Linked DNA regions of Mus musculus: region 1 is linked to region 2. Evidence: chromatin contacts called from public Hi-C data. All regions are on one chromosome and are shown on one strand. Each heading gives the region's core, a stretch centred on a gene start, on an enhancer-like site or on the middle of the called end of the contact. The rest is flanking DNA. Distances are from core to core; before and after follow the strand shown. Region 1 has its middle 37 kb from the start of Gm34335. Region 2 overlaps Pdzrn3 (PDZ domain containing RING finger 3).

Region 1 (5,490 bases), core at 1,766-4,265, 200 kb after region 2:
AGACTATCGGTGTATATCACTTTGTTTGGCTTTTTATGTGGAAGATAGCTCTTCATGCATGGATGGCAAGGATTTTACCTACTGTGCCATCTTCTCAGCTACTAGACAGATCATAATTTTAATTCCTCCATCAGTTGATGAACATCTAGACTGCTTTCACTTTTTGCTATCCGGATTGCTGTTTGGGGTACTGATGTGCACATTTCACACAAGCATACAATTACCTCTCTCTTGAACACACATGTCCAGGAGTACAGCTGTTGGATCAGATGGTAACCTTAAACTTTGGAGGGGTTTTTGAACTGTGTTCCTGATCAGGTAGTCATTCAATTGTCATTCTTCTATGTGCTGCAGATGAAAATATAGCTGTTTATACTCTGTGACCATGATTTTCATAAACACACACAAAGCATTGTTTGCAATAGTACCACACGCTGCTCTTTCCAAGGATGCAGCCAGAAAAGGGGAGACTGTATTCTTGCTTGTAACATTACTAGGAAATGTTTGCTATTTCAGAAAAAATTAAACTAAACTAAACAAACGAAACAATCTGAGCATAGTATTGGTTGTATCTGAGTCACAAACAAAACATACATATGTCAGAATGTATCTGTATTCTCATCCAGGGGGAGTTTACTTCCTCACTGGTTATTTGAACATCATCCAAGCCAAGGTTTAGTGTCTGGGGAGGGTTCTCACTGGCATCTCTAGGTAGAGCCCTGGATTCTTGATCCACCTCTAGTCCCAGTGTGAATAGTGCTTAGGACTGGCACATACTCATAGTTCTCCAGCTTAAAATGTGCATTGGTTTCATGGACAGAATTATATTATATTAACATATTATATACTTGAGGAAAGCTGTGTCTAGGTGTTTTAGCTAAAAATCATGTGATTTTATTAGATGCAACTGTAAGTTACCTTTTGTATAACTATGGAATTATGGATAATTTTATGCCATCTGTAAATTATTTGATCTCTGCATTTCATCTCTGTATAATACTGGGAGATGCTACACACTGAAGTTACTAGAACGGCAGCCAACTGGACTCCTTGGGTTTGATGCTTCGTGCTGGAGCAAGCTCAGCTTCTTTTAGGATAAATGGGCCATCTATAATAGACAGCAGAATGATCTGAGGATCTGAAAGGACAAAGGAAGAGGGAATGCTGTAGAGTTATTGGCCATGAACAAAATTTCAAATATTTCCAAGATCTTGATTTATAATCCTGTACTTTTCTCTTCTCCTATTTTATTCTTCCCTCCTGTTCTCTCCTCTTCCTTTCTTTCTTCTCTCTGATATTTTTGTAGAGTTCATTATTTACAAGAAATCACACTCACTAAGGCAAGCAATAGTCAATGGCCAGAAGCAGTCCAGAACCTTCTCAGACTCAAACCAGGGCTGTTTCCAATATTGTTGAAGCCTGTTTTGCCCATTGCCTCTTATCAGCAGATGTGGCTGCCAACTTTGTCCATCTTAGAACATAAAACTAGATAGAGAAAATAGATGGTATACAGCCTACATGTGGGCCACAGGAACTCCACAAAACAGCTGTCATGGGTTGGGTCAGAGCTAAAACCGTTTCCTGCCTCTGGGAAATCAGTGCTCTGAACCCTTCATATGTTCCACGTGGAGCGGTATGTTTCTTCACTGATCTGGGAAGAAGGCCCGATTTTTTGCAGAGTTCCGTGCATACATGGGAACTCCAGCATGACTATGCACAGTGTATGTGAAAATCAGAATCCTAGTGAGTTAGAAAGGTGGTTAAGTTGGTAAACTGCTTATCTTATAAGAATATGAACCTCAGTTTGATTCCCAGAACCCATGTTATAAAAGCAAGGCATGATGGTGCATGCTTATGATTCAAAAACTGGGCAGGCAGATACAAGGGTATCACAAGGGATCACTGGCCAGCCAGACTAAACTACTTGGCCAGTGAGAGACCCTGTCAAAAAATAATAAGGTAGATAGTGTTTGAGGAACACGTCTTCTGCTACACAAATGCAGACACACACAGAGAGAGGCATAGACACACAGACAGACATAGACATACAAATAGACAGACAGACAGACACACACACACAGACACATACACAGAGGCATAGACACACAGACAGACATAGACATACAAATAGACAGACAGACAGACAGACACACACACACACAGGTATAGACACACAAACAAACATAGACATACAAATAGACAGACAGACAGACAGACAGACAGACACACACACACACACACACACATACACACACACACAAAATGTTGGCATTTTGTCAAGGTTCTTCCCCACAGTTACATGGCAACAGCCAGGTATGCCTGGCTCACTATAAAAGGGGCTGATTGCCCCCTTCTCTCTCTTTTGGTTTCTTGTTCTTGCTTTGTCCTCTTCTTCCTGCTCCCCCCTCTCCATTCCCCCTGCTCTCTCTTTCTACATGCTCTTGGCTGGCCGCTACCCCTCTTCTCTCTCTCTCTCTCTCTCTCTCTCTCTCTCTCTCTCTCTCTCTCTCTCTCTCTCTCTCCCTCCCTCTCCATCCTCTCTCTCTACTTCTCTCTCAACTCCCTTCCCCATGCACTGAATAAACTCTATTCTATATTATACCATGTGGCTGGTCCCTCAGGGGGAAGGGATGCCTCAGCATGGGCCCCTGCAGAGATATCCCCTTCCCCCACACCTGATTAAACATCCACGAAACATATTCCTTTTCTCCTTATATTTTTATAAAACAAAACACACACACACACACACACACACACACACACACACACACACACACAGGATCTGCCCTCAGGGATGATCCTCTTAGGAGCTGGTCAGTGCCTGGGAACCAACATTTTAAACAAGACACTTTCTCCCCCTCTTCTTCACTTTTCACCATTCTCCTTTAGTCTGAATGGTTCTGGTAATTTTTTTTCTGACTGAGGCAAAAGCTGAGGAGGTAAATCCTGCCAGTCTATCCTGCTGCAGTGAGCTTGCTGGGATCCATGTGTCAGCTCAGCTTTCTGGCTGCTTGCAGAGGGCTAGAAAGTTGGATCATCTGGGGCTGGCTGACATTCCCCTGCAATGGAATTTCCTTTGCTGCAGAACCTGCGGCCAGCAGCATGCTGTGCACAGATTTTGTTTTTACTCAATAAGTTTTCCTTGAACTGGACCCGATCGAGCCGCAGTTAAGAAAGGAGCCTGAAGGCTCTGCCAACACGTCAGCTGCAAAGCAGACATCCTGAAGGGCTTACAGTGTGGAAAACAAAATGCCTACGGTGGCCCATGAAAGGGCACAGTGCTATTGATCATGCCAGCTACATGGTGAGATATGCTTCTTGTGCCCTGGCAGAGGAGTTCATCTTGATAAAAACCAGGGTTGGAAGAAGTGATGGATGTACTTAGATATGTGGCTAACCCCCAGCGAGCTGAGGTTTCTGTGTTTCCAACAGACTTTGACATGGGGGAGGAAACACATTAGAAGAAGAAATTGCTGGAGGAGAGGTTTGCCTTTCCCACCCCCAACACCAAAGACATTCTGAACTAGAAAGAAAGCAGGTCCCGAGGATATGAAATGCTGAAGTGCTATGGAGAGCAGCTACTTCAGCTGAGGTTGCTGGTGGGTGGGGAGAGATGACCCAGATTCAAGACAGTGAATCAGAGGAAGGCTGAAAGGAGATACATCTTTGGTGGCAGAAGGCTGTTTTGCCTTTTTTCCATCTGAGAACGGGAGTGCTTCCTTCAAAAGGAGAAAGTAACTCATAGCAGTGTCATATAGAGAGCTCAAGAGAGAGGAGTTCTAATGAAGGCCATGGGTAGCTTCAGAAAGAACCGAAGGCCATCTTAGTGACCGATGGACATGTACCCATGATTGTGATGGACACTGCCAAGTATATTGCTCTTTTCAACTTTAGGCAGCCATTAGCAATCGATCAGAGTTAACATTGAAGCTAAAGAGAAATGGAGCCTAAGAGATGCTCAGTTGGTAAAGCACTTGGGGCACAGCCATGAGGACCTACATTTTTGATTCCCAGCACTCCTATAAAAGTGAGATGGGCTGGAGGTGCATGTTTGCCATCTCAGAGCTCGGGGGACAGAGAGAGGAGGGTCCAGGGAGGCTGCTGGTGAGGAAGGTCAGTCGAATTGGCCAGCTCTAGGTTCAGGGAGAGAACTTGTCTCAAAATATAAAGTGGAAAGTGATTAATGAAGATACCTGATATTGACATTTGGCCCCTGAAAATGTTCATGGGCACATGTTCACATACATGAACACAGACAGACAGATAAGTGTGTGCACGTGTTCACGCGCAAACACACACACACACACACACACACACACACACACACACACACACACACACACACCTTTTTATCGCCACTTTACTCTCTTCCCGGAGCCTTAGGAGTGGGGGTTGTGCTGTACACAGTACACATATCAGCTGGGACTAGGTATCACAGGGTCAGTTGTTCTCTGCATTAAATGAGTTGTGAATCTCAGTGATAATTTCCAGATCCAGTGTGTAGTCTTCTCAAAGACTCCTCAGCCTCATCTTGATTTCTTATTACCTGCTTCTTTCATGAGGCTGTGAACTTGATATTTTCAGTAGACATCTGTGTGACAATGGGTGTATGAGCACCCAGAGGTGGGCATTCCGGGCCCACCATTTGGGTTGGGTTCTTTTTTTTTTTTTTTTTTTACAGGAGTTTGGCAAAAGTTATATGTCAAATAAAAACCACAACCCTTTCTCTCCTTAAAGAATACTAAATCCTCTGGGCAAAACTCTGACATGCCTATGAGTGTCTCTGGGGTATACATTTGAATAACGGCAACAGTTGTCATACTGATATGTTGTTACGCTGTAGGCTCTGTGCTCGGGCTCTCAATAAGATTATGCCATTAAATCTTTGAATGTTTTCAGCATAATTTTCCAGAAGAGAACACTGAGGTTCACAGAAGTTGAGCAACTTCCCCGAGGTCATATAGCTGGGTACTGGCCAAGCTGCTATTCGGATTCAAGGAGTCAGACATTCCAGGATTAGTTTGAAGCTTGCACTTATAGTCCAGAGGCCACCGAGACCCTCCCCCCCTTTCTCAGTCTGGTGAATAAGGGAAGATGTGAAGGCTCAGAGCAGACAGACTTCATTCCCTAAATAGCTGGTGTGGAGATTTCTACCACCCACCTCCTCTCTCTCTCTCTCTCTCTCTCTCTCTCTCTCTCTCTCTCTCTCTCTCTCTCTCTCTCTCTGGCAACGGTGAGCTGTGTGGAGAGGAAGCATGCAGAAATGGTAAGCTGACACCTCACTGCCTCACCGCCATGACTTATGAGCACACATCAGACACACAGTTGCCAAACACCCTCTCATGACACTCATTTTCCTCAGGTCCCAGCTGCCTGAGGGCCCTGAAAGAAAGCTGGGGCCAGCTCTGGGGTCAGCCGAACAAACAGATGGAGATGAGGGGAGGTGACACTCGATCAGGCCTCCGCATCTGCTGGGCCTGCCATGGCTGC
Region 2 (5,783 bases), core at 2,998-5,497:
GAGCGACAAGTACTCCCAACTGCTGATCCATCTTTCCAGCCCCAAGTTAGCATTCATTTAACATTCTGCTTGTTTCTCAGCAAAGAGCTATATTGTCATAGCTGTGTTTTATTTCACTGTATAATACTACCAGCAAGCCTATGTGTGAGTGTGTGTGTATGTGTGTGTGTGAGAGAGAGAGAGAGAGAAAGGGAGAAGGAGGGAGAGGGAAGGAGACACACACACACATCTCATCTACCCTTCCATGATAATATGCACAATGAAGAGTATGGAATTCGCAACCCAAACAGGATGTGCATGTTAGTTTCTGAGGTATTGCCAAAAGCCACTCTGATTTAAATTCCCACCAATGGTTTACAAGCAGGCATGGGCTGATGTAAGCTTGCATGTGCTGATACACTCATCATTGGTCCTATTATCAGACAGCTACATCTCTGTCAACATCATTTGTTCTGCACTTTTTTTTTTATTAATGAAGCTGAATACTTTTCACAAGTGTACTGATCACATTCTTGGCTTACTTTCCTAGTGGGCAGTTTGTTGTTTTTTACTTGACATGCAGAAACACGTTAAGACAACAGAATCAACCCTTTCTCTGTCCTTGAAAGGCTATTTTAATTTATATATATGTATGCATATATATACATACACACATATGTATATAGAGATAGATAGATAGATAGATAGATAGATAGATAGATAGATAGATAGATCTAGGTAATCAAGTGATCAATCTTTACCTTTATGGCTCTATGTAGGCGGGATGGAAAATAGCTATAAGTTCAAGCCTATAAATAGGTACCCATGAGAAGTATGGAATTGACTCTGGCCAGAATTACACTCGGCTCTGACATCTAAAGCAAACACTCCAGAAAAGGTCTACACTTGTTACAGGACACAGTGTTCTGGACACCTGCCCAAACCTTCCAGAGCTGCCTGCTACAAATCCATTTATGGTCTTGATCTGCTGCAGGCTGTGTTCATTTGTCTATGGATTTAGGCACAGAGTTTTCCTATAACCCATAGACAAAGCTCCACACAATGGCAGGCATAGGTTGCTAGGCTGGGCTGTTTCTATAGCTGTGCCGGGTTTGGGAGACTCTCCATTTATGCTGACTCTTCAAGTTCCATGATCATGGGAGGATGGGGTGAAGGCTCCAAATAACTGGAGGCAGTAGTGTGGGCATGGATGCACACCCCAAGGGTGGCATAGTGGGAAGGTGTCAGGGTCAAACCTGGATCTTTCATTTCCTACCTCTGTGACTGTGGCTAATTGAGTTCACATCTCTGACTCTCATTTTCTATACCTGGCAAATGAAGAGGACGGTTCTATTTCCTTTTGAATTTATAAAAGTGATAAATGTAGTAACTATAACCTTAGATTAGGTGCTTGGCCTGCAGTGAGTACTTCTTAAATGAGACTTGTCATTAGTTCATCAGATAAGTCATATGTGGGACTAATAGGGAAAGTTATGATACAATAAACAGATCAATGTCTCTCTTAGTTTATAATCTACCTTACTAATGATGCATCAAATAGGGCCTCCCCACATGAAAAGAAGTCACAACTCTGCCACAACATGCTAACTTACTAATATACCCTCAACACCTATAACTTACTTATGAACCGATAGATATTAGATAATAAAAGTCTTCAAATTTAAAACCACAGACAGTTTTAAGCTTGAAAGGATACTGAGAGGTTTTTAAAATAGGCTGGCTGGCTGTGAAATACTAAGGAGAGTCTTTGAGAGTGAGAGGGTACTTGTAGAGTCTATAAGTGTGGCAGCCGAAATGCTCAGTGTACCACTTAACTGAGTCCATAGCTGTAATTTACACATCTGCTCTGAAAACAGTTTCAGATTTCACAAGTCCAATGACGTAGCATGCCTGCAATATAATATTCCACTTAAAATACTGCCAGCATCAAAAGTATGTAACAAAGTGAGATAAGACAAAACCAGCTGACCACACACACACACACACACACACACACACACACACACACATGGCTAAGGTAAGGCGCTTTGATGCAGACTGCCACATAAGGTGAACGTGAGCAGGAGTCTTTCTGGTCAAAGCAAACAACACAAATACTGCAAGATAAAAGATACAGCATTTCCTCAAAAATAAAGAGAGGATTACTATGTGTTCCGGAAATGCACCTCCTCCTAAACTGCAAGGAGGGTCTCGAAGAAACATCTGATAACCCCATTCTGAGCATCATTATTCAAAATTGCCTCAAGTAGTGGAAGCAATCCAAGCATTCCTCAGTTAGTGAACAGATGACGTGTGGTGAATCACAGGAGAGAGTACAACTGAACCTTCAGGACGAAGGAGATGCTAACACACAGTGAAACATGACCGAGCACAGAGGGTGTTATGCTGAGTGCAAATAAGCCAGCCAAAAAGCTACAAATACTACGATTCCAATAAGGGGGTGGCTCAGGTTTGCTATTATAGAGTTGCAGTTATAGAGACAGAAAGTCGACGGCATTTGCCACGGCAGGGTCATGAGATGAACAAGGATCTGATGCCTGATGGATAAACAGTCAGCTTGAGATGTTTACAAAATATTACAAAAACGGATAGTGGCAATGGTTGTGCAACAGTAGCCAAGTCTTTAATGTGCCCCAAGCTGGATACTGAAAATGGCTAAGGGAGCTTGGGAGATGGCACAGAGGTTAAGAAACCCCCGTGCTCTTGCAAGACTCAAATTGGGTGCCCAACCCCCATACTGGGTGGCTCACAACCACTTGTAATTCTTGCTCTTGGGTCTGACACTGTTTTCTGGTCTCCTGTAGGTGCCTCTTGTGGACATACCCCACCCTCCAATACCCATAATTAAATAAAATATTTTGAAAAGTGGTGGAGAGGGTAAATTTTATGTTATACGTATTTTACCATATCTTAGAACAACCTGAAGAGGAAGGGGAGGAGAGGAAAGAGATATATCTATGGCCTCAGTCCATTCAAGTTATTGTAACAACAACAACAACAATACTTATTATTCTGGAAGCTGGCAAATCCAAGATCAAGTCACCAGCAGCTTCTGTGTCTTGGGAAGAACTGCTCCCAGGTTTCTGAAGGTGTCCTATTGCTGTTTTCACACGAGAGAAGCTACATGACAGCTTTCTGGGCCTCTCTCATAAGGATAGCACCCTTATAACATCGTCGCCCCACAAACGTCCCATTTGCTAATTAGTATGAGAACACTGTCAGCTTTCAGTGTGAGAGTTTTGTGTGAACACACACAGATCACAGCCTCTGTGTAGTGTAGGCCCCACAGTGAGTAGATGGCATAAATACAGTCAGACTGCCTTGCAGAGTGGGAGCAGGGGGATTGCTGTGAAGAACGGAATGGGAACTGTACCAGCAATTAGAAACTGATCCAGTGGAGAGCAAGCAGCTAGCATGGTGTCCCATGGTGTCCCGTAGTGTCCCAAGCTCTCACAGTAGGGAGGCTGAGGCAGGAGGATCCAACTTCGATAAGACTATATCTCTGAATAAAACAAAAACTTGTATATTAATAATTACAAAAACAAAGGAGAGCTAAAGTGTCCTGCAGAATACATTTTGAGAGGGGTAGTGAACTTTCCTCTCTACCTGCAGTTATCCTAAAAGCATTTTGGCAGGGAAACACTGAGAGCAGCTATCCCAACCTCATTTTCCTCTCTCTCTCTCTCTGTCTCTCTCTCTCTCTGTCTCTCTTTCTCTCTGTCTCTCTCTGTCTCTCTGTCTCTCTGTCTCTCTGTCTCTCCCTCCCTCCCTCCCTCCCTCCCCTCCCTCTCTCCCTCCCTCCCTCCCTCCCTCCGTCCTATTCTGCAGGATTCTCTCTGGTCAGCCAGGGGACTGGAGATGGAGTTCTGGGCAGAAAATGGGAAAGAAAGAGGAACAGACAGGAGTAGCATCAGCATTCAGGCAGATAGACATGCACTACCATGGTAAGGAAAGCAACCACAGTCCTGAATGAAACACAGCAAGCTGTAAAAGGGGGCTTGGGCACAAGGCCATGCTTGGGAAGAGAAGGAGAAACCAGCAAAGGGGTGCTTCCTGCTGGGAAATGCAGAGCAGAATCTTAAAGGGATATGTACTGAATGGGGAGGTGTGTTGACTTTTGGGACCACGATGAGGAAACATCAAAAGGGGCCTGAGCATGCTCTGCTTCTTCGTTAGACATAGGCTCAGTGCGTTCCAGGTACAGCCCCACACCTCGCACGGGTAGCAAGACATGGGACTATTTTCACAAAGTGGTGATACTTCCAGCTTTGGCAGAAAGCCTGAGTCTAGGCGTGTCCTCAAGGGACAGCAGCCAGTTAGAGATGCTGTGGGAATCAAACGAGGGATCTTGGCAGGAAAGAATTGAGAACTTCTCACATCTCAAGGGGAGAAGGCTCCAGGGACCCACTGTCAACGTATTTTCTTCCTGAGTAGACTCTACCTCGGCTGCGCCTCCTTCTAGCCTTGTTCAGCCAAGGATGAGACTTTTGCCTTCTGAACAAGTTTAGAGCCAGAGCCCGGACTGTCCTTCCCCCACTCCCCATGCCTAATAATTCTTATTTCTAAGAAGCAGAGATCAGCTGACCAAAGCTTTGCCAAGCTTCCAAGGATCAAAATGTGCACTTGGGAGGGGTGCGTGGTCAGATGGCGCCAGATGAAAAAGATGCTGGGCTCACTCGCTGCTTTGTGGTCTCTGAGTTGCCTCCAGCACAGCAGAGCAGAATCAAGACCTCCACCCTATGACCTAAAAACAAACCAATCTCTACAAAACATATTCAGTCCTGTGCAAGACGCTAGCGGGGAGAGGCGCAGATCCTAGTGAGACTGACACATCTCCCAGGCTGTGGGGACACCATCTAGTAATCTATCCTGCTACTCCTATGCCGCCTCATCAGACCTGCTAAGGACAAAGATGATATTAACCAACCCGACTCTCTAGCTGGGGCTGCCATTCAGGAGAAGCCTCTCCCAGGTTTGGAAAATAAATGTCCCCCCCCCCCCCCAGTAAGGGCAGCTTGAAGAATTGGCTAAATACACATCTCTACATTCATTCTAAGATTTAAGACTTATACACAGAGGGCAGGGACTAAGATCTATGGTTAAAGAGTCAAACCTGGCCTTCTGGCCATTTTGGTTTTTTTTTAATGAGGCTTGTGAGCTTTTAAGTGACCAAAATGATCCTACTTTGTGATGTATGAAAGTCTATGAAATTCAAATTTCTGTTTTCCAGAAATAAAGTTTTGATTGGAACACAGCCACACCCACTTGTTTTTAGTTTTGTCAAAGGCTCTTTTTTTTTTCCTTCGCTGGGAGAGCCAAGAAACTGTGACAGTCTAGTAATAGCTCCCGACCCGAAATGTCCACTCTCTGACCTTCTGAAAACACTGATCGCCAGCCTAGAGGACTAGCAAACAAGGCACTCACGAGGTATGCACCCAGCCACCCGCTCTGATGGAGAGTCAGTTTAGATTTAACTTTAAACACTCCGATTACTGCTACATCAATGCGAGGCTTTTAAACTCACCACAGTGATATGCCAGCATGTTCTACAGTTAAATGCACATTCAGGAAGGCTCAGATTTCTCACTACCCTGTAACCAGGCCCAAAACGTTCTCTATCCCCTCAGCCTCAGTCTCTGCAGCAACAAAATGGACTTTGCAGGAGGGCCAGTTTTCAGAGAGTTTGAGAATTAAACAGTTCGGTGAAATCTGACCTCTTTTGTTTTCTGAGACCTGTTATTCATTCAGGTTCTTTGTCTAGTTTTACATTTAGTCTTGCAACT

What was found. A called contact is a pair of places that touch in the nucleus more often than the background predicts.
Region 1: a Hi-C map of uterus shows a contact between it and region 2, with 2.0 times the contacts expected there. The contact joins two enhancer-like sites. A contact is called at or near these places in 7 of 484 Hi-C or Micro-C datasets (cerebral cortex, myocytes, nephron progenitors and 2 more) and 4 of 115 datasets of contacts at active chromatin or transcription factors (astrocytes and embryonic stem cells).

What each region holds. Positions count from the first base shown.
Region 1 is chr6:101,479,711-101,485,200 of GRCm38.p6, forward strand. No RefSeq gene overlaps it. Among named protein-coding and RNA genes, the nearest start is that of Gm34335, 37 kb to the right of the region's middle. Within about 2 kb of position 3,016, at least 68 of the 459 cell types and tissues checked have an H3K27ac peak or open chromatin away from gene starts, as enhancers often do. A contact at or near this core is called in uterus, where this site is marked.
Region 2 is chr6:101,274,159-101,279,941 of GRCm38.p6, forward strand. All of the region lies in intron 3 of Pdzrn3 (PDZ domain containing RING finger 3), which reads right to left. The region is part of intron 1 of Gm33934 (predicted gene, 33934); the gene reads left to right. Among named protein-coding and RNA genes, the nearest start is that of Gm33934, 5.1 kb to the left of the region's middle. Within about 2 kb of position 4,248, at least 20 of the 459 cell types and tissues checked have an H3K27ac peak or open chromatin away from gene starts, as enhancers often do. A contact at or near this core is called in uterus, where this site is marked.